Linked DNA regions of Mus musculus: regions 1, 3 and 4 are each linked to region 2. The links are chromatin contacts, called in public HiChIP or PLAC-seq maps. All regions are on one chromosome and are shown on one strand. Each heading gives the region's core, a stretch centred on a gene start, on an enhancer-like site or on the middle of the called end of the contact. The rest is flanking DNA. Distances are from core to core; before and after follow the strand shown.

What was found. HiChIP or PLAC-seq counts read pairs in DNA pulled down with a chosen protein or histone mark.
Region 1: an H3K27ac HiChIP or PLAC-seq map of oligodendrocyte precursor cells shows a contact between it and region 2, with 2.9 times the contacts expected there. The contact joins two enhancer-like sites. A contact is called at or near these places in 1 of 484 Hi-C or Micro-C datasets (nephron progenitors) and 1 of 115 datasets of contacts at active chromatin or transcription factors (oligodendrocyte precursor cells).
Region 3: a contact with region 2 is called in an H3K27ac HiChIP or PLAC-seq map of heart atrium, with 3 times the contacts expected there. The contact joins two enhancer-like sites. A contact is called at or near these places in 4 of 115 datasets of contacts at active chromatin or transcription factors (SST interneurons, double positive thymocytes, heart atrium and 1 more) and 1 of 9 other capture datasets (embryonic stem cells).
Region 4: a CTCF HiChIP or PLAC-seq map of pro-B cells shows a contact between it and region 2, with 10 times the contacts expected there. The contact joins two enhancer-like sites. A contact is called at or near these places in 1 of 15 datasets of contacts at CTCF or cohesin (pro-B cells), 2 of 484 Hi-C or Micro-C datasets (myocytes and nephron progenitors) and 1 of 115 datasets of contacts at active chromatin or transcription factors (differentiating embryonic stem cells).

Annotation. Positions count from the first base shown.
Region 1 is chr11:68,240,971-68,248,415 of GRCm38.p6, reverse strand. All of the region lies in intron 5 of Ntn1 (netrin 1), which reads left to right. Among named protein-coding and RNA genes, the nearest start is that of Mir6406, 24 kb to the right of the region's middle. Within about 2 kb of position 3,790, at least 16 of the 459 cell types and tissues checked have an H3K27ac peak or open chromatin away from gene starts, as enhancers often do. A contact at or near this core is called in oligodendrocyte precursor cells, where this site is marked.
Region 2 is chr11:68,026,025-68,033,090 of GRCm38.p6, reverse strand. All of the region lies in intron 6 of Stx8 (syntaxin 8), which reads right to left. Among named protein-coding and RNA genes, the nearest start is that of Stx8, 63 kb to the right of the region's middle. Within about 2 kb of position 2,165, at least 106 of the 459 cell types and tissues checked have an H3K27ac peak or open chromatin away from gene starts, as enhancers often do. A contact at or near this core is called in heart atrium, oligodendrocyte precursor cells and pro-B cells, where this site is marked.
Region 3 is chr11:68,282,937-68,289,848 of GRCm38.p6, reverse strand. All of the region lies in intron 2 of Ntn1 (netrin 1), which reads left to right. Among named protein-coding and RNA genes, the nearest start is that of Mir6406, 66 kb to the right of the region's middle. Within about 2 kb of position 3,263, at least 53 of the 459 cell types and tissues checked have an H3K27ac peak or open chromatin away from gene starts, as enhancers often do. A contact at or near this core is called in heart atrium, where this site is marked.
Region 4 is chr11:68,173,933-68,181,185 of GRCm38.p6, reverse strand. All of the region lies in intron 7 of Stx8 (syntaxin 8), which reads right to left. Among named protein-coding and RNA genes, the nearest start is that of Mir6406, 43 kb to the left of the region's middle. Within about 2 kb of position 4,370, at least 31 of the 459 cell types and tissues checked have an H3K27ac peak or open chromatin away from gene starts, as enhancers often do. A contact at or near this core is called in pro-B cells, where this site is marked.

The DNA.
Region 1 (7,445 bases), core at 2,541-5,040, 210 kb before region 2:
CTCTCTCTCTCTCTCTCTCTCTCTCTCTCACATACACACACACACACACACACACACACACACACGCTCCTTCCCTCCCTCCCTCTTCCCCCTTTTCTCCCCACCCCCCATCTCTCTGTCCACTGCCTTCCTTTGCTTTCCCTGGTCCCCTTTCCCTCCCTGCTCTTCCTTCTTGAGCCTGCACAGAGGGCAGGGTGGAGGTCAGGCTGGGCATAAGCAATGTTAAAAAGCATCTGTCCCCACCCCTGCTGCCAGGGATCCTTGTCACCCTAAGCCGCACAGAGCAATCACCCTATTGTTCTTCTGTCTCTGGGCTTTTGCATGTGGCGCTATCCCCAGCCTGGAGAAGGACAAAGGGATGAGTCGGGAGGTCAGAGGAGCAAGTGGGATAGAATATTTTAGTCCTTCGTGGGCGTTCTTCTCTCTAGGACCCGAGGGAGATGCATAATGAGGCAAATGACAGGTGTCAGGGAAAGAAAGAGGATAGGAGGCTCTGGTACCACACCCCACATCCCACATCCCACATCCCACATCCCAGGGATCTTACTGGCAGGGGCTGATGTGCAGGTTTCATCAGAGCTTGGCTGACCTGGGGAAGATGATAGAGCATCTCGGGGTGTTCCAGCTCCTACCTCTGCCCTGAACTCCCAGACTTCTTGTGAATACTGGGCTAAGCTGTTGCTGTCAGTGTTGTCCCTCAGAACCCCAACAGCCATTAAAGTGGAGTGGGTGAGTAAAACCCCCTCCAGCCCTGAGGCTGGAGCATAGCACTCATGTTGACTTCTTTGACTAAATACACTCTCAGATATCAGACCACCTGCCTTAGTTAGAGTTTTATTGCTGTGAAGAGACACCATGGCCACCAAGACTCTTGTAAAGGAAAACATTTAATTGGGGCTGGCTTACAGCTTCAGAGGTTTAATCCATTATCATTATGGTGGGAAGCTTGGCAGAGATGGTGCAGGAGGAGCCAAGAGTTCTACATCTTGATCTGCAGGCAGCCAGGAGGGCACTGTCTTCTGCAGGCAGCAGAAGGGGGGACTGTGTCTCACAGGCAGCCAAGAGAAGTCTCATTCCACAGTAGGCAGAGCTTGCTTGAGCACTAGGAGACCTCAAGCCCATGCCCACAGTGACACACTTCCTCCAACAAGGTTGTACCTCCTAATACTGCCATTCCCTATGGCCAAGCATTGAAACACATGAGTCTATGGGAGCCAAGCCTATTCAAACCTCTATACCACCCCAGACTTAATGGTTCTAACAGTCACCATTAGAGCCATCAAATCCACCCTTAAGAACCTAGCTATGAACAGGTCAGTGATATGGCTTCCACATTTGATAGATGGAAAGCTGTGTCCTGGAGGAGGGCGAAGACTTGTTCTAGGTCACATGGGAGATTGACAGTTTACAGTCAGCCTGGTTTCCTTACAGGGTGAGATGGAAGCAGTGAATGACACACACACACCCCTAACCGCCCCCCCCCACACACACACACACTGGAGGGAGATCCGTAATTCATGGACCATTCGAGACAATGAGTTTCCAAGAAAGCAGCACAAAGATTTTTTTAAAGTTATACTTTTTTGTCTTTCTTATTTTTATTTTATGTACAGGAGTGCTTTGTTTGCATGTATGAATGTGCCAAATGCCTGGTCAGAAGAGCACACTGGATCCCCTGGAACTGGAGTTGTGGATAATTGTGAGCTGCCATGTGGGTGCTGGGAACTGAACCCTGGTGTTCTGCAAGAGCAGCCAGTGTTCTTGACTACTGAGTCATCTCTCCAAGGTTGTCTTAAAGGCCCTCACTGGGCTGGGCTCCACAAGGCCAGAACCTTTCCCTTCCCACCTTAGCAGGTGGGATAACTCATAGTTTCCATAGTATTTATAATGCCCCAGTTTGGGATCAGAGAAAGGAGAAACAACCTTTAGCTGCATCTCCTTCAGTCGCAGGGTTGGTGGGTAGGTTCACCTGAGCCTCACAGAATCTCCATCATCACCAGACAGAGAAGCCTCAAGGAACCCTTTTGGGGCCGGATAATCCAGCATTGTCTTCACTCTGGATTTTATGTCTGCCCTTTGTCCTGTATGTGGTGGTAGTTTTATTGTATGTTCAAAAGGTGATATGATGCCAGCCATTTCTTTAGGTTATTTGGGGTCAAGTATCTTGAGTTAGGTTCTCTAGAACCTCGGGGGCCTAAGACAGGGGTTGCTATTGAAGTCATTTACTGAGGGGTACTCCAGGCAAGGAAGACAAGAGAGTATAGGGCTAAAACCCCTCCAGAACTCCGAGGAGGCAATCCGGTGGGAGAAGATACCATAGATAAGGCAGAAGTCAGGACACTACACTTCTAACATCAGCTGACCATTGGCTTGTGGCCTCCCTACTGGAACTGGACCGAAGCTTGTGACTGCCCAGATACTGCCCGGCAAATCAGTGCGCATCAACCAAAGGCTGCAAGCATGCGTGATTTGCAGCCAGTACCTGCGGCAGCTGGGATGGGTGTGGTGGGCTAATAAGGAGGTCAGAGCGGGACATCTACCACATTTGCTACCTCAGCCCTCTGTGACTATGGGTTTGGAGTGTGTGGATTCAACCAACCATAGATTTAAAAAAAACAAAAAAACAAAAAAACAAAAAAACACCCAAACTGCATTATCTGTACTGAACTATCCTAACCTTTTCCCTTGTCTTCCCATGAATACAGTCTAGTAACTGTTCAACATTTGCATTACATCAGGCACTATGAGCTAGAGATGATTTAAAATATGTGTGAGGATGTGGGTAGGTCCTCTCCATGACTCCACCACACTGTCTAAGGAAGTTAAGTATCCTCAGCTCTTGGTCCCTGTCAGGGGTCCTGGACTCCTCCAATTTTGAGGGTCAAGTAAGTAATTTAGAAGGTTTTGTTTGGGCCCAGGCACAGGTTTCTCTTTTGGCCAGTCCCTAGCAGTTCTCTACTGCAGAAAGTCTCGGCTGTTCTCAGGGGTCCTGGTGCCCTTCTCACAGCTAACTAACTGGACACTCAGACATCTTGCAGCTCTTCTCTGCCATGCACACCACTGCTGCTGCTGCCGCCGCCGCCGCCACAGCCTCCACTTAAGAATTTCTTACTGCCTGTATTGATCAGGTATGCGTGACAATAAACCTCTTGCAGTCCAGGGATTGCTTGCTCACGCAACAGCCATCACCCACAGGTGTCCCTAGTTGGATGATTTCTTTCTGGCAGTGAGTCCATGGTATGGCTCTGCCATCCCTTGGGGCCGCCGAGTCACTGCTGGGAAGCCCCTGGGTGATTTCTGTAGCCTAGAAGTGCTCAGAATCACCTGTGCTCCCGTCTCTTTGGTTAGAACCCAGTCACATGACCATACCTAACCGCAAGGGGTACTGAGTAATGCAAGCCATATTCATGCATACATGGAGAATGACATAGTGGTTGGTTACCACGTATAGTTTGCACATAAATCATTTGGAACACACTGCTGACTTCTGGTGCATCTGTGGCCACCTGTCACTGTGATGCTGTAGTTATTGGCATCAGAAAGCCAGGCCATTTTTCTGTGTAGGAAGCAGTTTAACCCAGTCTTAGCCAGCAGTGTGCTTCCTGCCTGACAGCTGCCTGGAGTTTAGGTACAGGGAAACAGAGCAAGAGTGCTACCAGGCTCCAAGGCATGACCTCATCTATACTGGCTTAACCAGCTGAGCTGGCCAGCCAGCCGAGGTGATGCTCCAGGGCTACCATCCCCTTCTTTCACGGCTTCCCAGGGAGCCCGGCTCAGCTCATCTGAATCCCCCCTTGGCGTTGACAGCAATTCCAGTTTGTGTCCACTGTTGGCTCTCGCTGGAGAAGTGTGCAGAGAGCCAACTGAATCCCTGTTGGGACAGCTTTGTTTTCCCCGCTGAACACAAAATCCCCTGTTCACTGGGAGATCTGACAAGGAGACCCTGTGGGGCAGGCCGGTGGGAGCAGATACCAGTGAATACAGCGCCACGAATAGCTTCAGCTTATTAAAGGCGAATACACGGGATAACTCTGCCCGCCGAGGGGGAGATAGAATGGGGGCACAGAGCTGTTACAGTGGATTAGCAGCCGCAGACAGACGGAGGCAGGTGCAGCCTTTTCTGCAATTTGGAAAGGCTTAGGAAATACAGAGCCTGTGCTGTGAATCCGTCTCTTGGCCTCACTTGGGCTACAGGCTGGAAAGTGTGGGGTTTCTTGTCCAGCCTGGCTTGGGAGTAGTTTTATATATTTCCCCTTGTTCACTCATCAACTCCCAGAATTCCTTGGGGGTTCTGAGGAGGCTGTGCACTTGTCCGCTTATTCAATTTCTGCCTGTTCATCCATCCCAGGGTGCTGGGTAACAGAGCTGAGTAGACACAGCACTGTGGCTCCCAGGGACCCTTCGAGCTGTGCTGTGTGAGGAAGACATCTAAGAACAGTGAATGGTTCCAATTCCATTTTTTAACTGTTAGCCAACCCCCAGATCCACAGATACTGATGTCACCTCCTGTGGCCTGACAGGCGTTGCTGAGAGCCTGCTGGGTCTTCGCTGCTTTAGAAATGAAGCCTCAGGTCCAGGGGGGCTTGCTGATCTTCCAGATGGGCTGCTGTTTCCCAGAGGCACAGGTGGCAGATAAGAGAGGAAGATATACTGGTCCCTGGGTATCCAGGACCTGAGGTTATTAGAGTCTGCAAATGCTTAAGTCCTTTCCATAAGCTAGTAGAGTGTTTACATGGAATCGTCTTACATCTTTCCATATACTGTAACTCATCTCTTAATAGCACATGTCTAGAATGACACACATACTGTTTATATATAGTTTTAAATTTAATTTTTAAATTATGACGGTGTATGTGCCTGTGTGTGTGTATGTGTCTAGGTGTATGCACATGTGAGTACAGTACTTGTAAAGGCCAGAAGAGGGCATCAGATTCCCTGGAGCTGGAGTTAACAGGAGAGGTGGGTGCTGGGACCAGAGCTTAGGTCCTCCAGAATAGCCACAAGCACTCGTACTCACTGAGCCAGCTCTTTCAAGAGCGGTTTTCTTTAGAGAATGATGATAGGAAAATGTCAATGTTTAATACACATACCCCTTTTTCTAAAATATTTTTATCTATGGTTTGTTTAGTTTGTATAGGCAGAGCCTGTGGTTGATGGAGGGCTGATTGAATTAGAATCGGTAACAAGATTGGTAATTTGGAGTCTTCAAGAAAGAAAGGAAAAAAAAAAGCCAACCTCTAAAACAGTGGTTCAAGACCCCCTTGGTGATTGAACAACCCTTTTACAGGAATTGCCTAAGACCATCAGAAAACACAGATATTTACATTATGGTCCACAACAGTAACAACATTCATTATGAAGTAGCAACAATAATAATCTATGGCTGGGAGTCACCACAGCTTGAGGAACTGTATTAAAGAGTCACAGCATTAGGAAGGTTGAGAACCACCGCTTTAAATGACTGACCATAGGGGACAGAATTGGAATCTTGGAAACGTCTTAGGAGGCTTCTTAGCTTGTATGCAGATCTTTGTCTCTGCATCGTTTCCTCCTGTGATGGGTACCCACCTGCATCTCTCCTGGAGGACACCCTCACCAGCTGGGTAGCTCATCACAAGCAGAGGGAAGCTCTGTCTATACTCTCCAGGGTTTGCAGAACTGCTGGCATGGTGAGAGTCTTGGATTTTGAGGCTAATGAGAAGTTTCTGAATGTGTGAGCATGTCTCTGGGAGGAAGGAGAGAGGATGTGTGGATCAACCCTCAGAAACTCCAGAAAGCTCAGCTACCAAGCGGGGAGGCACCTGAGACCAGACAGCTCCGAGGGAGCCGTGTGAATGTGTTCTTGGGGGGGGGGGGGACTCTGGGTATTACTCTCCAGCTCCCAATAGAAGCTGGTGTTCGTGGGTACCAGCCTCTGCCATCCATATCCCCACTCCCAGCTAAGTGAAAGTTGTGTGGTGTTTTGTCCGCCAAAATTGTTCTAGATTCTAAGAGGCCTGCCCAGCAGGTAGTTCAGGTGTGCTCATGGGAATCACAAATTTGAAACCAACCTGGGCAAAACCAGTTTTAAAATGAAATATCAAAGAGTTTGGTTGAAGTTTGGCATTCAAGCACTTTCCTAATGCATATGAGATCCTGGATTTGCTTTGCGGTTTGTTTGTTTATTTGTTTGTTTGTTTGTAATGAGGGTCTTGAGCGTCTGTGGATCTTGGGACCTGAAGATGTTCTTGGAGCCTTTGTCTCTCCCCTAGATACTGGGGTAACTCTGTATAGACCCCAGGATACTATGCTCAAAATTTGGCAGTAAAATTGTTTTTAGTCTTTGTAAGAATAATTAATTAATGTTTCATTCATAATTAAACTATGATGTCCTGAGGGGCTTCGCTTGTGGGTCGCAGCTCTGCCTCTTAGGAAGCTTTTACCATTCACTGCTCCTCTCCAGAGAACTGAGGGAAACAGCTGAGTGGTTCCTGTGTGCGCTGGATTCCAGGCTGTTTCCCACTGGGCGGGCCCAGCTAGCCACCAGGTGGAGAGGAGGGAGGGCTTCGTTCCATCCTCACAGAAACAGGAGGCTGCATGAACCTAGACAGACACTACGGGGGTTCTAACTGCAGAGCTGGGTGTATGGGGGTTCACGCTGAGTCTGTCAGTGGTACCAGAAGCAGAGGGAACAGGCTCTTCCTACAGACTCTTCCTGGAGGGCTTTCCTGTTGGTTCAGTGCATGGGTTGGTATAGGCCGTTCCAAAAGGTGGACCTAAGACCATCCGGAGGTTACAGAAGTCAGATGAGGCTCAGCCAAGAACAATCCTAGCCTACCCCTTGGACCAGTCGTAAACTTCAGCTCACACCAGAGGCAACAGGAAAGCCAGGGCAGGCCTGCTGCTGGTATCATGAGATCTCCTTTAACTCTGCCAGAGTATGTTTTGTGTCCTGTGTCTGTTCCAGCAGTCAGCAGAAAGTTACAGAATGGGTCACGAATGGCAAGAATATGTCTGCTTACCCCCTAAACATCAAGGAGTACCTTATCGTGGCGCACACCTTTAATCCCAGCACTTGGGAGGCAGAGGCAGGTGGATTTCTGAGTTTGAGGCCAGCCTGGTCTACAGAGTGAGTTCCAGGACAGCCAGGGCTAGACAGAGAAACCCTGTCTCGAAAAAACCAAACCAAACAAACAAAACAAAAACAAACAAACAAACAAACAAACAAAAAAGGAGTTCCCTATGGAGTTCCAGGTCCCAGATGGTGCTTTGGGTCTTAGATAAGGTCCATGCTGTGGTTGGCCAGGCACGGGGCGGGGCGGGGGGGGGGGTGGGGGGGGAGTTGGGGGTTCTGGATGACACATGATCATCTGTGTTTCCTCTGTCACTCCTCATTTTATTTCCTGGAGATACGAACCCCAAGGACCTTGTCTTTCTTCCTTGCTTCTTTCTTTCTGTTTTTTTCC
Region 2 (7,066 bases), core at 916-3,415:
AGAGGAAAGAAAAATGCAGCTCGTTGCCATGTCTGACCTTAGAACATGTCAGGAATGACTCAAATTCTGTGTCGCCTTACAATCACTCAAGATTGTAAAAGTGTCACCTACACAGACGTGGGGGCTACAAACTTGGGGAGGCTCCAACTCAGCTTTAGCCCTCCCTTCTTCCTACAAAGGCACTGAGGAAGAAAACCACTGTGCAGAGCGGCAGGAGCGGAGCTCAGGGAGACCTACTCTTTGCATCTGTGATGCTACTGGATCCTTTCTGCTTGCTGTGCTGTGCTGTGCTGTGCTGTGCTGTGCTGTGCTGTGCTGAGGTGCATTCTTTGGTTCAGCTGCTACAGTAGGAGGGACTGTGGCTGCCTCCTCCTTTTCAGAGATCAAGTAGGAACTGTGGGGAAGCCCATGGGAAAGGAAGGCCGATGAGTCACCTACCCGAGCTGTCCCAAGACATAAACCAACTATGGGCCCAGAAAGAAATGAAGAAGGCATAGTCTAGAAAAGGCAAAGTCCTTGTGGCTCAATGGTCTCAGCTCATCATCAAAACTAAAGCTAGCAGCAGCAAAGCCATGTGACAAGTACCACACCCATGCCAAGCAATCATTTCTGCATACTCAGCAGACTCACAGACACTGGCTCCTAGCTGTGCTGTAATAATAATAATAATAAAAGTATATTTCTCATCTTTACCCCCTAGTTCTTAGCAAGAACATCAAAAACCTTGGAATTCCCTGATAAGAGTAGTTTTTGTTATCTTTAAGAAATGCTTTTAGATTTGTGGCAAGGAGATGATTCCTAGGAGACCTTTAAGTAATTTGAGAGGAGGACTAGCTCTATGCATGATTAGAGCACTGAAAGTTTCAGGCCCAAGCTCACCTTCAGTGGTGGCGAAGGAGGCTGGTTGTACCATGGCCAATGATCAATCAAGTACTGAAGCCTCCACGAAAACCCACCAGCAAGGTCCTGACAGCTTTGAGGGCAGGGAACACATGGATGTGCTCTGAGCACGGCACACGTGGAAAGGGCATGGAGACTCTGCACCTCCTCCCCGACACCTTGCCACATTCACTACACTACTTGGCTCTTCCAGAGTGGCAACTACTACAATAAAACCCTATAAGCACGGCACCTTCCTGAGCTCTGTGAATGTTCTCATAAAGTACCCAATTCAGAAGAAGAGTCACGGGAATTTGTAGCCAAGCAGATAGAAGTGCCTAGGGACATCTAGGACTTAATAGCTGTATCTACACTGGGATGGTCTGGGGACACTGAGTCTATAGACCTGTGGAGCATCAGGAACTGCTGGATGCCCAGGGAGAGTCAGACAGTAGTTAGAATGACAGACTGTCTTTCCTGTTCCCCCATTCGTTCCTACTCTGTTAACAAGCCTCTGTCTATAGACAAAGACTGTCCACCCTCAAGTACCTAAAACTACGAATACAAGGAACAGGATTACCTTTCCTCATCTCCCTAATTGTATTACTTTAGGGAAATTCAGCCATGAAGGTAGCAGGTGATAAGGTGGGGTGCCACTCATAGGAAGCCAAGCAAACAACTTCCACGGACTCCAAATGAAACATCTGTTCTAGCAAAGCTTCCAGAGACCCAGCCACTTTGGTAAAATACTTTATATAGCTCCTGTTAATTCATAAAAACATGCCTTTGAGTTGTAGACAGTAGAGTTCAGCGTGTTGCCTCCTTCCTTCCAGAGAGCACAACCACGCTGCAGAGATGATCCTTTTTCTCTAAGAATGGCAGACACAGAGACACAGAGGAGAGCTATCAATGAACAAGTCCTTCAGAAGACTCACTTGTTCAAAGACGAGACCTGGGCTGTATGGACAAACCACAACGGAGGGAAACTCCAACTTGAAACAAACATGCACGCGTGCGCGCGCACACACACACACACACACACACACACATACACACACACACACACACACACACACACACACATAGCTATAGAGAGAAGCTCTTTCTTCCCAACTAGAGAGCACTGGAGACCCGCCAGGCTTGGAGTCAATGGCTACTGGCAGCCACAGAATGTTCTACACAGAGAGTGACTGTGAGGCAGGAATCAGGCCTGTGTGCAGAGTTCTCTATGGAGCAGCTGGGCCCAACTACCCTGAGCCCTGCCCTGTGTGGGCTGCAGCCTCCAGGGTTTACCCCCAGCTGCAACCCTTGGCCAGCTCTCTCTGGAGAGGAAGGACTGCTGTGAATGGAAGGCCCTTGGGAGCTGGTGTTCAGGCAAGGAAATGAGTCAGAGGCTCTGAGCTAGCTACAGGGTAATAAGAGGTCAATGAAGAAGCCATGTCACCCTAGGTGAAAGTTCCCAGCATTTTCCCCCTAGGTTAACGTTCTAATGCCATCACTTCTAGGGCCCTGACTCTGCTTGCGTGTTCTTCTTACTTAGCCCATGAGAAGCATGCCCGGGTAGAACCTAAGTACTTGTAGATTCATGGCACATTGTCCCAGGCAAGAAAGAAGCCCTCTGGGTAACCCGATCTGCCACCATTTAAAAAGCTGGCTATATGTGTCAACATGGTCCTCCATTCATAAACCTAAAGTGCTGATAAAACATTAGCAGAGGGCTGGTGAGATGGCTCAGCAGGTAAGAGCACCCGACTGTTCTTCCGAAGGTCAGGAGTTCAAATCCCAGCAACCACATGGTGGCTCACAACCATCCATAACGAGATCTGACTCTCTCTTCTGGAGTGTCTGAGGACAGCTACAGTGTACTTACATATAATAAATAAATAAACAAACAAATATTTTAAAAAAACATTAGTAGAGATGTAAGGAAAATCATAGCAGCAGAGATTGAGCTCATTACAAACTGCATGCCTAAAACAACCTTCCTTTCTCAGGAGACCAGAGACTGCAGCCAGAGATCAAGTTGTCATCACAAGACTGGCTTCTAAGGCCCTCTATGGTGTGTCTCCCTCGTGTCTTCCCAGGGTCCCCCTCCATATGTGTCTTGTTCCAGTTTCTTCACCTTACAAAGGACACTAGTCACACTGGATTAGGGCCCAGCCGACTGACCTCATTCTAACTTAATTACCCCTTTAAAAAGCTCTTTCCAAATACAGTTACATTCTTAGGGGTAGGCTGTCAGAACACCGACATGTGAATGGGGCAAGGCATAATTCAGCCCACAACAGCATGAAAGAAAAACTCTGAGATGAACAACCCAAAACTTGCCAAGAAAAAGCAGGAAGGATACAAGGAAGAGAAGAAAAATAAGTTAGTACCATTCAAAGGTTTTCAAAAGATCTCACAAGCAAAAAAAAAAAAACCACACTTCCGTGGAAAAAAAGCAACCATAAACATTAAAGCTTTTTAATGGTGAAAATCATAGCACCCCCCCAACACAGTGATGGTAGACACAGACAGACAGACAGACAGACAGACAGACACACACACACACACACCAATTAGAAGAGGCATGGATGACGATAAATCCACATAAAATGCTGGCCCAGATAAAGTGGGGCTTCTGTTGAAAACAGTATGAAAAATGAGGACTCTGAAGTGAAGCTGAAAATGTCTAAACTTGATTTATCCAGAGATACTTATTTGAAAGAAAAAGAAAAAAAAATACAAACTTAGGTATGCATGTTAAAAATGTTGTGGACCAAGGTGGGTGGTCTGAGTATCCCATTCTTGGGAGGGGACGGAAGAAATTAGTATTCCCATAAACCTGCCATTTCCTAACTTCTGGACTTATCTGGAAGGCCGGCTTCCATCTGCTCACAGGCATAGGAAGCCCAGCCTCATTCATGCCCGCCCCTGCATGGGTGTGTACACACTTGCCGCTGAGGTCCCTGTCCCCATCAGGCTGAGTTATCTCAGGACCAGGAGGCTTCTAGACACCACTGGCAAGGATTAGAATCCCTTGGTTGTTTCCAAACCCAGCTAAGAATTGAAGGACTGTTTTAGAAACTGTTTCACCTCACAGTTCTATATGTGAAATACAATTTACAGAAAGCCATTGATTTGAACAAGGGACCAATCCAACACAGTCGACTGCTCAAGCAAAGTGGATGTAAGAGAAAGCACAGGGCACAGGTGTTCAGTCACGGGGGCTGAGCTTCAGTCACTCTAAGCAGACACCTATCTCAAACAAGGCAAGCCACACAATAGCTCGGGCCTCACTCCTGTTCTCTATCCACAAAGGCTGCTTGTCCACGATATAGCCCAGTTCTTCAACCAGAATGCTCCGCCCCTGTCACAGAATCATTAATTAAAGCCACTTTAGATGCTGAGCTAAGACTGTTGTTATTCGTTTGTTGTTGTTGTTTTGTTTTGTATTTCCAGACAGGGTTTCTCTGTGTAGCCCTGACTGCCCTTGGACTCAGAGATCCACCTGTCTCTGCCTCCTGAGTGCTTGGGATTAAAGGTGTGCAGCACCACCACCCTGCAGTCGTTTTACTTATCAACAGAGGACAGCAGTACCTTCCTCACTGGCATGGTAGCCTGTACCTGCAGTGCCAATTACTCAGGAGGCCGAGTGGTATGACAGTCTTTAGAAAAGTGAGTGGGGAGGTCACCTATTCACTTAGTCTGTTGCTTTTTTTTTAACCAAAGACCTCTGAAGGCAAGAAACAGTAGAGGCTCACTGTAGGCTGCTTCCAATGTGGGTCCCACGCACTAACCTGCTTCATGTTCTTTTTTTTTTTTTTTTTTTAATTGGATATATTTGTTTATATTTCAAATGTAACCCCTTTTCCTGGTTTCCCCTCTGCAAACCCCTATTCCCACCCCCCTTATCCTACTACTATGAGGGTGCTCCCCTACCCACCTCCCTGCCCTAGCATTCCTCTACACTGGGGCATTGAGCCTTCATGGGACTAAGGGCCTCCCCTCCCACTGATGCCAGATAAGGCCCCTTCAGCTCCTTCAGTCCTTCCCCTAACTTCTCCACTGGGGTCCTTGTGCTTAGTCCGATGGTTGGCTGTGAGCATCTGTATCTGTATTGGTCAGAATCTGGCAGAGCCTCTCAGGAGACAGCTGTACCAGGCTTCTGTCTGCAAGCACTTCTTAGCATCAGCAATAGTGGCTGGGTTTGGTGTCTGCATATGGGATGGATCCCCAGATGGGGCTGCTTCATGTTCTTAACACAGTGAAATAGGTCCTAGGAATTCTCTTGATACATGAAAACAGACACTAAAGCCTGGCTACCTCACTCTAAGTCTGAGAGTCTCGACACTATGAAGTATACCTGCTGTGATATATGGTGGGTTATACTTCACCATGGCTGCATGGAGCAGCTGATCAGTGTAGCCAGTGAGGCAGGGAACAAGCTGACTTGTCACTTTTAGGGCAGAGCACGTAATTATAGGGGCAAATGGCCCAGAGCTCTCTTATTTCCTAGTATAGTGTCCAGCACGGTCTGCTTCACCAAGCCAGGAGAACTGCATGTGGCAAACCTTCCAGAAACTAAATGTTATGTTTTGCTGTCATATAGAAAAGCAAAAACTTTATTTGCAAAGATTTTTAAAATGCTTTTTTTCCAACTACATTTCTACATGAAATGTATTTCATTTACAACATTCAAAATGATGCATTACAATGAGCCAAATTCAGAAACACATACAAGAATCCAGCTAGCTTCACCACTCCAAACACAAACATCTATAAAACTATAAGGTGAGTTGATTCCACAAACGTCTTTGAAAAACAGATACTTTCCATAAGTTTGCTTATATCAACAGATATGCTTATTAATTTTAAACTTATATTTATTAAATTTACATTTTTTATGTGTAAACTTAATAATTTTTAAATATCTCATAATTTTAAATGCAGTAGCAAAAGAAATAGGAAAAAAAAAAACACCTTTCAGGATTTCACAATAATTTTTAAGAACATAAAGGGTCCTAAACCCCAAAGTTGGAGAGCTAGTTACTAGGTAATGGCAACCAAAGTCAAGTCTGGAGTGATACTGTTAGCTGAGAGCATAAAGTAAAAGGTACCAATGACAGAGATACCCAACAAAGCTCGTGTTTTGTGTGTGTGTGTGTGTGAGAGAGAGAGAGAGAGAGAGAGAAACCTTCCCTCAAACTTTATAAAGAAGACTTGATAGACTCCAACAGGACGTTGCTATTCAGAAACACTGAAGGACATTTCATTTCATTTTTGTCTCTCAGAGGATAACACTTCACATTTCAGAAAGTCATATGACATGAGAACATAATTAATAAGCCAAATCAAATAAATATACGTAAAACCCTGCACACATCAGGGCACATGTGTGGAGGTCAAAGGACACTTGCTAAAGTCAGTTCTCTCCTGCCACCTTGTGGGACCCAGGGACTAAGAGAAGGTTGTTTCTGGTCTTCGAGCAAGCGCCTTGCCTTCTGACCCACCCTATCAGCCCAAGCTTTTTCTTCCATCAGTTGGCTTTTCTTCTGCTGCTTATCCAGGCTAACAGGATAGGGAAGTTTCACACTGTATGAAATCTCTAGTTTCAAACACTCATACGTTTTCTCTCTAGCACAACAGGAGAAATACATAGCTTAGGAGGACGGGAGCTGCTTCTCTACAGGTGACCATAAAGAAACTTGACTGACACACTTTGGAAGAATCTAACACTCAGGCTGGGGACATGACTCAGTGGTTAAGAGCACTGTCTGCTCTTCCAGAAAACCTGGATTCAGTTCCCAGCACCTACACAATGGCTTACAATCATCCCTAACTCCGTTCTAGAGGTCCCAATGCCTCTTCTGTTCTCTTCAGGCTCCTGCATGTGACACGTCTATGCAAATACAATTATAAGCACAAAGTATATATATTTTTAAAAAACTCTAACACTGGATAGGACAGAAGAGGCTCCGCTCCTCATACACCTTACCAGAACAAGACTAACTACAATCAAAGCATAAGGAAACACTTGAAGAGATCTCAGAACTTCTGGTACAGTTGACCTGAACAACTTCCTCCTGTAAATTATGCTTTAAAGAAATCAGACTAAGGGGCTAGAGAGACGACTCGGGTTAAGAGCACTGACTGCTCTCACAGGGGACCCCGGTTCAGTTCCCAGCACCCAGATGTTGGCTCA
Region 3 (6,912 bases), core at 2,014-4,513, 260 kb before region 2:
AGGGTCTGTCCCCTTAGGGGTCCTTGCCTAGACTCTAGGATGGTATATTATCCTTAAATCTAGGGGAGATGTTCAGGGCACTTAGCAAGTAACACTTCACAGTGCCAACCATGACTAGAGATACTTTGACTGTGGGCAATCCTGTTACCTTTGAAAGCCCCAAAGGTGGCTGCATTTATTTGTTTGTCGGTTGTATGTGTGTGCCAGGACACATGTGTGGAGGGCAGAGGGCAACTTGCAGGAACAGGGTCTCTTCCTTGTAAGTTCCAGGGATCAAACCCAGGTTAACTGACAGCAAGTGCTTTATCTGCTGAGCCCTAACTCAGCTGCCTCTAATGCTCTGTAGCTGCAGTGCATCCGTAAGCCAATGCGGTACAGAGATACCATTGTACTCCAGGGGAAGAGTTACAGCTTCCATGGGCTGTGTACTGCCATAGTGAGACCCTTCCAGAAGGGCTATCAGGGTCCATTTTCTACAGATGAAGTCCCCATTTGCTTGCATGTTCTGTCTCTTTCTCACATGCATGTTTACTGTAAGGAACCAGCGTCCTTTCCAGATTTGACTCCCTGTCCTAACTCCTGAGCAGGAATATTCATGGGGCTAGACCTAGTTGTAAACCAGTAACAGCCACTCAGCCCCAAGGTGTCTGTTTAAAGGTTCCCTGAGTCAGAAGGTTTTTACCTCCTCTCCAGAATACACCTCCTGGATCTTGTCCCTCTAACTTGAATTTCTCTAGGAATGCTTAGGTCACTCACTTCCAGGGGGGAGACCCATTCCAGCTCCCTTGGTCAGCTGGAATTTGCTGTCCCCTGTCATTCCATCTATGTGGCGGATCACCCACTTTCTCTTCCAGGACATGACTTTTAATTAAAATCTTTAATTACAATCCCATAAGCTCTTTACTGATCTCTAAATAAATTTTACCTACTGATTTGATTAAAATAACCAGATCCAGAACTGGGGCTCAGAGTTTGATGAGTTCCATTACAAAGCGTCCCCTGATGAAATGCTCTTCTGTTTACTTATTTTGGGCCACTTAGATGGTATTTGCTTTCTTCCACCCTGCCCCATAATAGGGAGATAGTTTCATGTCAAGTTAAGACATTCTAGGGAAGAAGTGAGCTTCCTGGGTGCCTGGGTGGGACAGAATGGTGTGTTCATCATTTCTGTACGTCACACAGTGGGGAAGCTCAGGTGGGCAGTGCCTTCCCCTTTCTTATCCATCTCCATATGGTCTTAGGAGGTCACAGGATGTGCCAGTCAACTGGTACATGCTTTAATTCCAGCATTTGGGAGGCAGAGGCAGGTGAATCTCTATGAATTCGAGGCCAGTGAGTTCCAGGACATCGAGAGGCACATAGTGACACCCTGCTTTGAAAACAAACAAACAAGATATCATAGGATTCCTGTTCGATTTCAGCAGTGGGCACATATACAGGGAGGAATGAGTTGGCCCCAGAGCCAACAAGCACTGCAGAACCAGACAACCCTTTGATTCCCACAAAGCCTAGGAGACTCTAAGGGCCCCTTTAACTCCTAGGTCTCACCAGTGCTAAGACCATTAGAGTTGCCTTAACTTTAGGCAAAGTATGAACTTATGAGGGTAGGGGGCCTGTTGGGACTAGAGGATTGACATGCAGCCTGTGGTATGCTGACACTAAACCTCACTTCCTGCAGTTCATGTTAAAGTAGGCATCCTGTGCCTTGGCTTGTGAAATTTTGCAACCATAGTTGTCAAATGAATTAGGAAAATGAGCATTGGCCTACAACAGCTCACCAGATCCCTGGTGTCAGCCTGTGTTCTTCATGATTAGGGCCCTGTGTCAGTGAGGCCTAGTGCTCCGTGCAGTACAGAGGTCCTGTAGCACCGGAGGCTGACTTGTCTCTGGAGCTTAAGACCCAGGTCAGAGTTAACCAGAGTTGTCTTAGCTGGCTGGTCCAGTAGACAGAGATGCAGCCTGGGGGCTGCAGTGGAAGGAGAGCTGTGTCCCTCCAATTGCACATTGCTCCCACCTGTGTAGACCAGAGTAGCTTCAAGTCATTAAGCCCTCACTGCCAGTCTCCCCCACCACTACTGGAGTCCCGCATGTGCTAGCCTTGGTGATGGGACCCATTACAGATGGGAAATGACTCCAGGGAGCCAGGAGCCAGGGTTGGCCCATTCCCCTGGCAAGTCAACTCTCATACGTCTAGTGCATGGAGCCTGTGCACTACCTCTGGGGAAAGCGATTGGAAGGGAGCCCCCATGCTGCAAGCAGGCATCTGGCAGGCCATGTGAGTCACAAGGCAGAGGATTTCACAGCAGTGCCTTCCCTTCCAGCAGAAGGGGCACGCTTTTCTCAGACCTCCTTTGCTTGAATATTAGCTGTCCTTAGGAAGACATTCCAACAGGCAGGGGGTGGGGTTATCACGCTCCAAGCTCTCGGAACACTGAGATCTTTGCCAGGCAGGAGATCTGGAAAGTGCCCTGAACTAGTTAGGTGAAAGGTTAGCTATTACTAACTATTGCCAGGTTCCTGGCAAAGTCTCTGCCACATTCTTCCCATCTCTTCCATAAGAGGGTAACTTGGAGGGCCACTCCTGTCTCAAGCTCTGTGTTGCCCTGGGTGAACAACATCCTCTTTCCTGTTTAGCTCTGTCACGAGTGGGGATGGGGTAAGGTCTTTCTGCTGGAAGTTAGCCTCTGGACCGTTTTTTTTCCCCTAATGTATATGGGTGATTTGTCATCTGTATGTCTGCGCCATGTGTGTGCCTATTGCCCACAGAGGCCAGAAGAGGGTGTTGAGTTCCTTGGAACACATAATAGACTATTGCAAGATGCTATGTGGGTGTTGGGAATTGAACCTGGGTTTTCTGGAAGAGCAGCCTGTGGGGTGATTTTAACTGCGGAGCTGCCTCTCCAGTCCCTAGGACCTATATTTTGAAACCAGTTTTGTTTTGTTTAGTTTTGTTTTTCCCTTTGAGAGTAATAGGCTTTGCATCTTTTCAGAAATGGGCAACTGTGGAAGGTTCCAGAACAGGGCGGTAACAAGTTGAGAGGAATGTCCAGAGATTTGGAGTGAAGGAATGCGTGGATGTGGGGAAGGTCTAGGTTGGGAATGGAACATAGTAGGCCAGGGATGACCTCTCTGGGGGAGGTGACAGGGCAGAGCGAGGCCCCACCCTCTTTCAGCCTGGGGCCAGGCTCCGGAGAGGGTGGATCTGAGAAGGGTAAGGAGGGAGAATTGATGACTGCTCGGGGCTTCCCCAGATCTCCTCATTTCCTCCACAGTGAGGGTCTGGGAGGGGTGTTTCTGCAGCGCAAACCCTGAGTTGTCCTGCACAGGGAAGGCCTGTACAGTTAGGAGGGGATCATTTGAAAGCCTTAGGGGGAGGTGGAGCAGCCAAAAAAGGGCAGAGGAAAGAAAAGGCTAACATGTTTACAGAGGAAAGGAGTCAGTGGAAAAAATGACGGCAAGGTCAAGTAGATTTGGGAGATGGCCCTGCAGTCAACAGAGGGGAGGGGACAGTGGCAGTGTACAGGGGGGAGAACGAACCTCCAAGCCTTGGCTGTACTCTCAGGAATGCTCCGACTCCAGGGCCTTCATACTGCCTGTGGGTCAGGCCCCAGCCTCAGAACCAGCCTTTGCTGCCCATTCACAGGGACTCTGTTCACTGGAGGGTCTCCCTGTCGGATGGGAGGTGTTTCTGCTCTCAGAGGGAGACGGGGCTGGCCAGACTTCAAGCTGTCTGTCTTGACCCCGGGCCTTTCTTCAGATGCCCAGAGGCTTGGCTGGGTGGGGGCCCAGGCTTTCTAGGCAGCTTCTTTGTCTGCCTGTGGACAAAGGGGCCAAACCTTTCCCAAGCCCCACAGGTGTGAAGAACTTGTTACTGTAGTGTTTGTTCAGCCCTGTTAGTGGCCTGAAGGACTGTTGACAGAGGTCTGCTTTGTGATCAGACTTGGCTAAAGCTCCCTAAGCCCTCAACAAACACTGGCCACTTATCTCAGAGACTTTATCAGAAACCATCTAAAGCCCTCTTTGGCAGGCAGGCCTCCCTGACCCATTCACTCGGGACGCTGGGTTTCCAAAGCACTTTCCACATTTTTGTCTTTTTGCTCTTACCACCCACCGCATCCTTGATATCTGAATAAAGCCTTGGTGGGGAAGAGGTAGTTAGGTTTTATTTTCAAATTGGAATCTTAGGATAAAGGGCTTTTTAAACCCGGCTTCCAAGAGGACACACTGAGAGGCAAGGGGGTGCTTTGGGAGAATTCAGCTTCAGGGGCTTCCGGGCTGATAGGAGTGGAACCCTATTCACTTACTGCTCTTTAGTCTTCTCTTAGAGCTCTTTAGCCTGCTCCAGACTCAGAGGAAAATACAACTCTGTGTGCACATGTGCATACACACACACACACACACCCTTCAGCCTGCTCCAGACTCAGAGGAAACTATAGTACACACGCACGCACAGACGTGTGTGTGTGTGTGTGTGTGTGTGTGTGTGTGTGTGTGTGTGTGTGTGTGTGTGTTGCTTTCCAATATGTCAGCAGCTACATTAAACCACCCATGGTAGCAGACACTGAATATATATGTATAACACTCTCCTGTGACTATAGGAGATTAGTAATAATAGCAAAACTGAATAATTGTAGCAACAGGCTAATAAAAGCCCTGTGTCTCCTCTTTCAAGCTATCTTAGCTCAGTGCTGTCCCCATCGTATGGTGGTGTGGGAGGCCGTGAGCTGACTGAGCCAGTGAAGTGAGTGTGGCTGGACTGATGAGCGGAGAAAGAGTCAGAAGGAGCATCGTCTGCTCAGGGGAGATGGGAAACCTCCAAGCAGCCAGAGACTCGCTTTGTTGCTAAAATAGTTTTCTTTGCTCCGGACCCTGAAGAGTGGCCCACCATGCACCTCTTCTCTGGAAGACCCAAGCACTTACCATTTGCCACACCCTTCCTCCCAGCCCTGGATGGGCACTGTGCTTGCCAGTGGTTTTTATTACATTAAAGTTGAAAAGTGTCGTCCTCAATGATTGAGTCTCAGGAACCTTGGCTGGGACCAGACTCTGTTTTATGTCCCCTTTGTCCTCTTACTTCTCCATGTCCTCATGTCCTCCATGCCCTTGGGTTTACTCCAACTGGTCTATACTGCACTGTCTCTACTTACAATCTATAATCCTTGCATTAGCAGTGGGCCTTGGGCTGAGCCATTGGAGACAACAGCATCAGCTGACCACACCTGGGCATCTCCTGAGGCTCTGTCTTGTTCCCCAGCTCCTTGTGTAGCTCCGGAATTATAATAGCATTCAATAAATAATCATTGACCACCAAAGTGTGCCTGCAGCCGGACTTCCCAGTTATAAGGAGACACCTACAGTCTGCTGCGTAAATGGACTGGCCATCAGCATCTAGTTTACCTTTTTTTTTTTTTTCCATTTTTTATTAGGTATTTCGCTCATTTACATTTGCAATGCTATACCAAAAGTCCCCCATAGCCACCCACCCCCTCTCCCCTACCCACCCACTCCCCTTTTATGGCCCTGGCGTTCCCCTGTACTGGGGCATATAAAGTTTGCGTGTCCAATGGGCCTCTCTTTCGAGTGATGGCCTTTAAACACAGACTGCTGCCGGTACCAGAGCTGTTTGGGCCCTGCTCACATCAGCCTCTGCTCCAAAGAAAGGCCTTTCAGAGCTCCGCTCAGCATGATGCCCCTGGCGCAGACAGGAGCCAGGTGTGCACAGCCTTGGTTGCTTAGCTGGGCCTTTTCAGGAGTTGCCACAAACTAGGCTCTGAAGACACTTACTGCGGGAGGAATATTTACAATTAATAAACAAGAGACAGACAATTTCTAAATAAATAGTGTACCAAATAGAGTAGCAAGGTCATAAATAAAAGAAAATAGGAGTAGCCTCCAACTCTTAAAAATAGCTCTCAAATATTTTCATGACTTTGTGCCAATTGTTTAAGGCAGCTTTTTTTAAAAAAAATGAAGCCAGAACTCTTTCCACCTTCTTGAAGGCCCCCTGCTGTAAGCTCCACCCTCACCTTGACACAAGGCACTTTCTCTACAGGGTGGGTGACAGTCCAACTAATTTCTTTTCCATTTGGTTCCATTATTCAACATAAGTCTGCAGGCAGGCGACAGCAGCATCACCTGGGAGTTTGTTAGGCACAAATCTGGAGGAACTGGGGCTGTTGCTCAGTTTGTAAAGCCGGTGCTTGTCCAGCATGCACTCTGGGTCCTGTCTCGGCACTGCTTAAACCGTGTATGGTGGCTGACACCTGTAATCCTAGAAGGGGAGGCAGAGGGATCAGAAGGTTGGAGGACATCCTTGGCTACATAGTGAGTTTGAGGCCAGCTTGGGCTAAATGAGACTCTATCTGAGAGACAGGAAGGGGATGTACATTTGGGACTTGGCTTAGTGGTGAAAGCCTGCACTCTCAGCACTTGGGAGGCTGTGGCAAGAGGATCACAAGTTCAAGGCCAGCCTGCGCTATACAGTCATACTCTGTGTCAAGGAAGAGAAGCTTCTAGATGGGTCCCCAGCTGAACCAGTATGCAGATGCAATTGGATCAGTGAAAGTAGACCATCCTGGCCCCTCTCTGGCTTTTTTCCTGTCTTCTCTATCTGGTCCCAGAAGGACCCAGAAAGAATTATAATAACTATTATAATTCTGTCTATCTATCTGTCTTTGGCCTGTCCCAGCAGCTCTGCTCATAGCTAGGAAGTCTCAAGTCTTTCATGGACCTGTCTCCCCTCTGGGAATAGAAGCACCATTAAGCAGGCCTCTGACTTGCTTCTAAACTTCCTATGGTCTCTTTTTCTTTACATATACTTCTAGAAACAATGAGGGGTTCCAGAAGAGCTGACCATATTCCTATAATTGTGTGCCTCTGAGAGGGTGCACAGAGAGCCTCAGGTGAGAAACC
Region 4 (7,253 bases), core at 3,121-5,620, 150 kb before region 2:
AGCCAGATAGTACTTGAGAGTTTTCTCTGCAGCTAGGAGCTACCAGCTATAGTACCGGGAAAGGCTATTTTACTGCAGTGTACTTCCTCGGGAGAGGAAATGATTTTTGAGAATACTGAAGCCTTCTTTATTCTAACGCAGACGAGCAACACCTGTACACAATCTTTTGAGACAACAATAAGACTTTTCTGGGGTTTCGTGTCATGACCGTTTAATTTAATAGCTCTGAGAGTTTAGGCAGGACACTAATACCCCAGTTAACTGGCATGTTCAGGGAACCGGGGATTCCAGTTAATGTAATTTTTCCATCAACTAACAGCGACCCATTTGTGCAGTGGTATTTCCTCAGTAGGGTGAGGAGACTTGGACAGCTCTTTTTAGGGGTCACAATCATAGGGGTTGTCTCTCAAGTTTATGCTTTTTATAAAAACCAACATTTTGCCCTAATAAATCTTAATTAATAAACCAATACTCAACCATGTAGTGAAAAGCTTACCAGTACAAACAGACAATAAGGTCAAGCTCAATTCTGATAACCGTAGTTAAAGAAAACAGACCCAGAGGCCAGATGAAAACACTTCCCTCCTGATGCACACAGCAACAGCAGTTTCATAGGCCAGGCGCTGGGCGGCCTCTGGGGAGGGGCAGATGAACAATGCATACATTTGGCCTCAGAAGTTTGTAGTTTACATATAGATGTAGTATATATATGAAGTAGGAAGCATCAGAGGACATCTGAGATGACAGTTGTTTAAGGAATTCTTTCTTTAAAAGCATATAAAGCTATTCTTGAATTTAAACAGCCCAGACAGATGAAAAATATGTGTTTAAAAAGCCGGGTTGGGCATCGAACCCCGGACCTGACCCGTGCGAGGCTGAAGCCTGACTGTTTGCACTCCCAGCTGCTGAGAAGTACTTTGTTGTGATTTTTCAGACATGGCCCCACTATGTGGCCATGGCTGGCCTGGAAGTCACTGTCTAGTCTCAAACTCACAGAGATGATCCACCTCTGCATCCCTGAGCTGAGATGGCATGTGCCATCACATCCAGCTAGAAAACGACTCTCTGCAATAGTTGTCGAGGAGAAAATAAATGAAGAATCTTCTCATCAAAAGAATAATGGCTGGCTCCAGACCTACACTTTAACATACCAGAATGAGGAAGCTTTGAGAGCTGGAGAGGTGCAGGTAAGCAGGGAAAAAGAACATCAAACTATTTCTCATTTGACTTTGTAGGACATAAAAAGTCAGCCTTCTCAGCCTCGCCCCACCCCCTTTAATTAGCAACTCCGTCTTTCATGGTTATGGGTTAGGCTTGGTTTCCAGCAGTGGGTTTGGCCTTAGAATCTTGCATTTTCTAGGTTCTGTTCACCAGCTTCCCAGGCCCCTGGCTTAGAGCATCCTCTTCGTTGGTCCAGGATGCGGCCCAGGAATTTTTAGCAGGAACACCATGTGCTTTATCATCAGGGAAAGTTTTAGACTACCTGGATAATACCGGGTGTTGACTAGTTTTATGTCAACTTGATACAAGCAAGACTTATCTAAAGGAGAAAACCTCAATTGAGAAAATGTCTCCTTAAGATCCAGCTGTAGAGTATTTTATTAATTAGTGATTGATGGGGAAGGGCCCAGCCCATTGTGGGTGGGACCCATGCCTGGGCTGGTGGTCTTGGATCCTATAAATAAGCAGGCTGAGCAAGCCGTCATGAGCAAGCCAGTAAGCAGGACCCTCCATGGCCTCCACATCAGTTCCTGCCTCCAGTTTCCTGCTCTGTTTGAGTTCCTGTCCTGACTTTCTTCAGTGATGGACCACAGTGTGGAAGTAGAAGCCAAATAAACACTTTTTCCCCAAGTTGCTTCACTGTAGCAACAGTAACCCCAACTAGGACATACGCATGCCTACTAGTCATGAGTTAGGGTGGAGCCTGGGGAGCAAGGAAAAGCATCCCCAGGCTACGAGGCTGGAGAATCAGGTACAAGCCAGGAATCTGCATTTTAAACAAAGATCTTAGCAGTACTTAGAAGTTTCCCGAAACATGCTGTTTGGTGCTGATAAACCACTAAATTCCATTTTGCATGTGTTAAATATAAACTGCAGAGAACACAGGGAAAGCAACAGAGAGATCTGAAGTCCTGATTTTAAAAAGGGAGAAATATCTAAGGCAATTCAATAGACCCCATGTCCCTGGCCAGCACACTGTCTTTTTGATGTAGTAGGTTCTGAGCTGAGGTAAAGCAGCCATTTCTCTGGAACCTCAGTTATGGCCAGTCTAGTGCATTGCCAGGAACAAGGTACCCACACAGGCACCAGGGCAGGCAGACTCAGAGTGGCTATGCAGCGATCATAGTTACCTTAGTTAAGCAAACTGCATATGATACCATTGCATGCACCGGTCTACTGCTGGTCGTAAATGAATATACTGTTTGTGAGAAATTCTACTGAAATAAACCTGTCTTCACACACAGTTGCTAAGGCGCTTGTGCTTAGGAAAACAAACACTTTAAAGACAAACAATACCTTCCTTTTTTTTCCCCTTCCAAAGTGACGAATTTAAATACTTCTGAAAAGCTGTCATAGACTTCTGGAAGCGTTCACACTAAGCACATCACACTTGCCAAGGACTGTATGGACCTCCAAGAGGAAAAACCACACTGGTGAGGACTCATGTATGTATGTACACACACACACACACACACACACACAAACACACACACACACACACACATAGACACACATATACATATGCATGTGGCAAGGTCATAAACGGGGATGAAAATTTGCACTTGGATTCTTCCCCGTGATGTCAGTGTAGGCTTCACCCAAACAGTTGAACTCTCAAAGCACCTTGGCCCTTGGCTGACTTGATCAGGAACCCCTGCCCATGTGGCTCACATTTGCAACTTACATATGCAGTGCAAAAACAAAGCTGTTAAACGGTTAGCACAGGCATCTTCTCCAAAAGAGAGGGAGAACACTTTTTGTTCTTCCCCCATGATCCCCTACTTCTAAACACCACTGCACAGCACATAGCTATTTTGGCTTTGGAAGCCTATCCTGTCTGCTCTGGTGGGATGGGCAGTCAGACAAGAACGCCATCTTTAATGCATCAGACCCATGAGTTTTAGGCATGCGCAGTACAAGCAGTTCTTTGTCATTTGGGTAAGAAAACGTGCTCACAAAAAGATTTAGGAGGCAGGAGGTTGGCAAGAGTGTTTCACCCCAACACATCTTCCAGATTTGGTAACTTGTAAGCTCGTGGCTCCCGTTCTCATCTTCAGACTTCAGACAACACTAAGCTGCCCACAGCAGCTGTAGAGGGGGAGTCTTTAAATGAAATAAGAAAGGATTGCTTCAGGGAACAAAGACAAGAAGAAAAGGCCCTGTTACCCGAATGATGAGGCCCCTTGGGGCGGTGTGTGGTATTTCTGTATTCATGATCACCAGTGTCTGGCATGGCAAGAAGGAAGTCCTGGAGAATCTAACTTAGAAAGAGGCTGAGGCTCAAACTGCTGCTCTTCCACTCCTCAGTCATGTGACATGGGGACAGGCTTCGCCTCCCTGAGCCTCCATTCTTATCTGGGATAGCACAATAACATTATCTATCCATTGGGTTATAGTGGGGAGGGGAACGGATGTCATATGGTGATGTTCTCACACGTGGCAGCCTGCCTACCTCTACCTACAGTTACCTTGTCTCTTCCTCAAACCCAACCTACAGGTGAGGAGGAGAAATAGCATAATCCACAAACGGAAACAGAACGAAAAGTATAACAAACCAGATACAGCAATGAACTGTGGAAAAACCAAGAGTAAAAGGAGGCGTAGTCAGTGACCCATGGGAGACACCGAGACCTCAGTAACTGACTGAGGGTAAGGTTTGGGACTAGGACACAAGTCCCCAGGGAAGGCCCAGGGACAGGACGATGGTTGGGTTAAAAACTGAAGGTTAGGTTAAATAATACAGTCTAAAGAACCAACTACCCTATGCACTCTGAATTTCACATGTGAGCAAAAATAAAAATAAAATAAAAAATATGCCAACAACAACAATAACAAAAACCCTCAATAACTTAACAGTAACTTTATCATACTACAACTCTCTCAGAGGCAATCAAAATGACTTCCACTTCTTATTAGGGGTAGATCTCAAACTACAAACTACTACTATGTATAGAAAGAAAAGTAAGGAAGTCTGTTAAGAAAAATCTGAGACTAACTCAGCTTAGTTAACTTAGTTAACTAAGTTAGTTAAGCTTAGTTAACTTGAGCAAGAGAAAGGTTCTAGAACTGGAGAGTACTCTAGACTAAAGACGACGCTGAATGCTCCCGCCCTGCCAATGGTTTATAACCAGAAACACAGGAAATGACATACAAAGATATACAAAGATTACTGGCTCCGTGTGGCTGGGCTTTTACCTTATTTGGGCATGATCTGAAAGGCTGGGCTCAACTCCTGGGATTGGGTAAATCCAGTTGCTTAGCTACAGGAGCACATCTGGGTTAGGCTCAACCTGCTTGCTTATCAAGCTAGGTTACAGTGAGTCTGCTGTATGTTACAACCCCTTTAAGGGCCAAACCCACTGTTTGGCTGGTTTAGGACAATTTCCTCCAGCTCAACATGGCTCTGTTGTACATATTTCTGATTAGTGGACATATGGGTCACATTATGAACACACAGTTTTGTTTCCTCCAAAGTACCTAATATGTACTTGTCTAGTTACTCCTCGGCTGCCATGATAAGCGCCATGACCAAAGGTAACTTAAGGAAGAGGGAGCTTACCTTGGTGTAGGTTCTAGAGGGTCAGGCAGGCATGGTGGCACTATCAGGAAGCGGGGCAAGGCTATACTACTCAGAGGCTGCCTTCAGTGGCACACTTCCTCCATCAGGGCTTCACCTCCTAAACCTCCATAAAACAGCACATGAACCAAGACCACATGCTTAAATGCCTGAGGCCTAAGGCAGACATTTCTCATTCAAATGATCACAATGCCTGTCCATGAAAATCTCCACAAATCTGGGAAACTGGGAATGGCAGACAAAACTAACCAATCAAGAGTGTTCTAACTAGGCTGTGACATGCTGTTCCCTGGGACACGCTCCTGCTCAGTGTCCTCCGGTGATTAGGACGGTCCTCTATTGGAGTCAGGGAGCAGGCTCCTAGCTTTATGGCCAGCTTCAAAGAAATGAATTTGGCACAGCTCTAAGGCACATAAAAACTAACAGTGGGAAGGGATGAGGATCCCGTTAAATCTAAAGTAGGCTCGTAGACCTCGGATAGTGACACACACCTATACCCCAACACTCGGGAAGTCAGTGCAGGAGGATGGAAAGTTCAGGGCCACACATGTAAATATAAGGTCAGCCTGAGCTACATGTGACACTGTAATAATAATAATGATAATAATAAGCAACTAGGGTCAACTCCAGCAAATATGGCCACTAACCAAACCGGGAAGAATTCCTGTGCATTCTGTACAGTCCTCAAACAATTACATACATGCTTCACTCACTTTGCTAAATATTCAATAAAAAAAAAAAAAAACCGCTCACCTTTCCTGAAAAAGCTTGCTATGCCCCCTGCCCCCCGCTCTCCTATCAGATACTATCGCTGTGTGTAAGTCATATTTTGCTCTTTTGCCCTGGTTTCCCAGGTCTCTATTCTTGGCACTAGAGTTAATTCTCCAAGACGACACCAGCTAAAGGATTTGATCCATTCTATTTATGTTCTCGCCCACATTTAAATATCTTCTGTCTGTCTCTCACAGCTTTGAGATTTTATATGTATACACACGTCTTTTATTATACGCTCCCTCGAGTCTTCTTTGTAATACATAGGTTACAATTATAAATCAAATCTATCTTGGGCTAAAAGTTGGGCTGTCTTTGAGTAAGAATTCTGTCTTTACAGGATTCTGAGAGACTGAGGTGGGGGAATGTAGGCTTTGGCTGGCCCTGCAAGCCCTGCTGCCCAGTCTTCATTGCTAAGTCTAGTTCTGCAGGCTAACCTCAATGAACTTATCCATTTATTTATGCTTTTGTGTATATTTTGCTGCTGTTTCCAAGGAACAGTACGTTTTGAATCCCTCCAGCCTTGCCTTAGTTGAACTGAGGGGAAGCAGTGGTGTTTTTCTCATGTGTCTGTGTGTTTCTGGGTGTTGGATGTGGTAGTGCCAACTAAACAGAACAGAACTAGAATTCAGGAATAAGGCCTCCAAGCTGAGTGCAGAGGCAGTGAATCCAGGAGGTCCAGAACTGGCCCGCAAGTGGATGGCAGCTGTCTCTCCCCATTTTGTAAACCCTTTATTCAGTCAAAGAAGGGCCACAGAATGCAGGAACTCTCTAAGGCACGTTAAAGAGAGTGATGCGAACCTTCCCGGGGCCAGCCACTGCAGCTTCAGCATTTGCTGGTTGTGGAGAGCTACTCCTGCAGCTTTGAGGATGCCACCCCTGGAGGCTGTGGTGGAAGAGAAAGCAACAGGCACACAGAATCAACTGGGCCTGGGTTTATACACTTAGAATGCTTTGCTGAGATGGATCATGGGATGAAATTACAATCTGTTTATTAAACTTGACTTTTCCATAACAGAAAAAGACTTTACAAAGGTGGGTTTCTAGCAGTCAAAATAAGGGAGCACAGTCATGCACTTCCCTAGCTCCTGGCTTTATTTTGAGGCCTCCAACATGGTTCCTGTTCTCACCTCCAAGTGAGAAAGCCCCTTCTGCACTTGAGCACGGACCCCTTCCACAATCCAGCTCTTAGCGCTGGCTCTCCAGTCCTTGTAGAATCATCTTTCTCAACTACCTCTAACCTAGTCTAGAAATGACAGACTTTCCCCTCCCTGACTACCCTTGGGCTAGTTTTAGAACTTATTGCTTAGTTTCTGTGTCCTAACTGTCAGAAACAGCTACACCGATGTCACGACCTGTCAATTCGCTTTCTCCAAATCCACAGACTCACATCTGGCCAGAAAGCAGATTCATTGGAGGTCACTTGCAAAGATGAATTCATGTAGCCGAGAGAGAAGGTAGAGTGTATATAAAGGCTTTCGTTGGAAGAGTGCTTGGTTAAGCAAATTTAAACTCAATTTACTAAATTATGAGATTGGCTTGTGTGACAGTCAATCTTCATTGTCAACTTGATTGCATTTGCATTAACAACGAGACATAACTCTATGTTGCTATGAGGGTGTTACCAGATTTGACAGAAAATAGGCTTACCCTAAATGTGAATGCGCCATCCCATGGGCTAGGG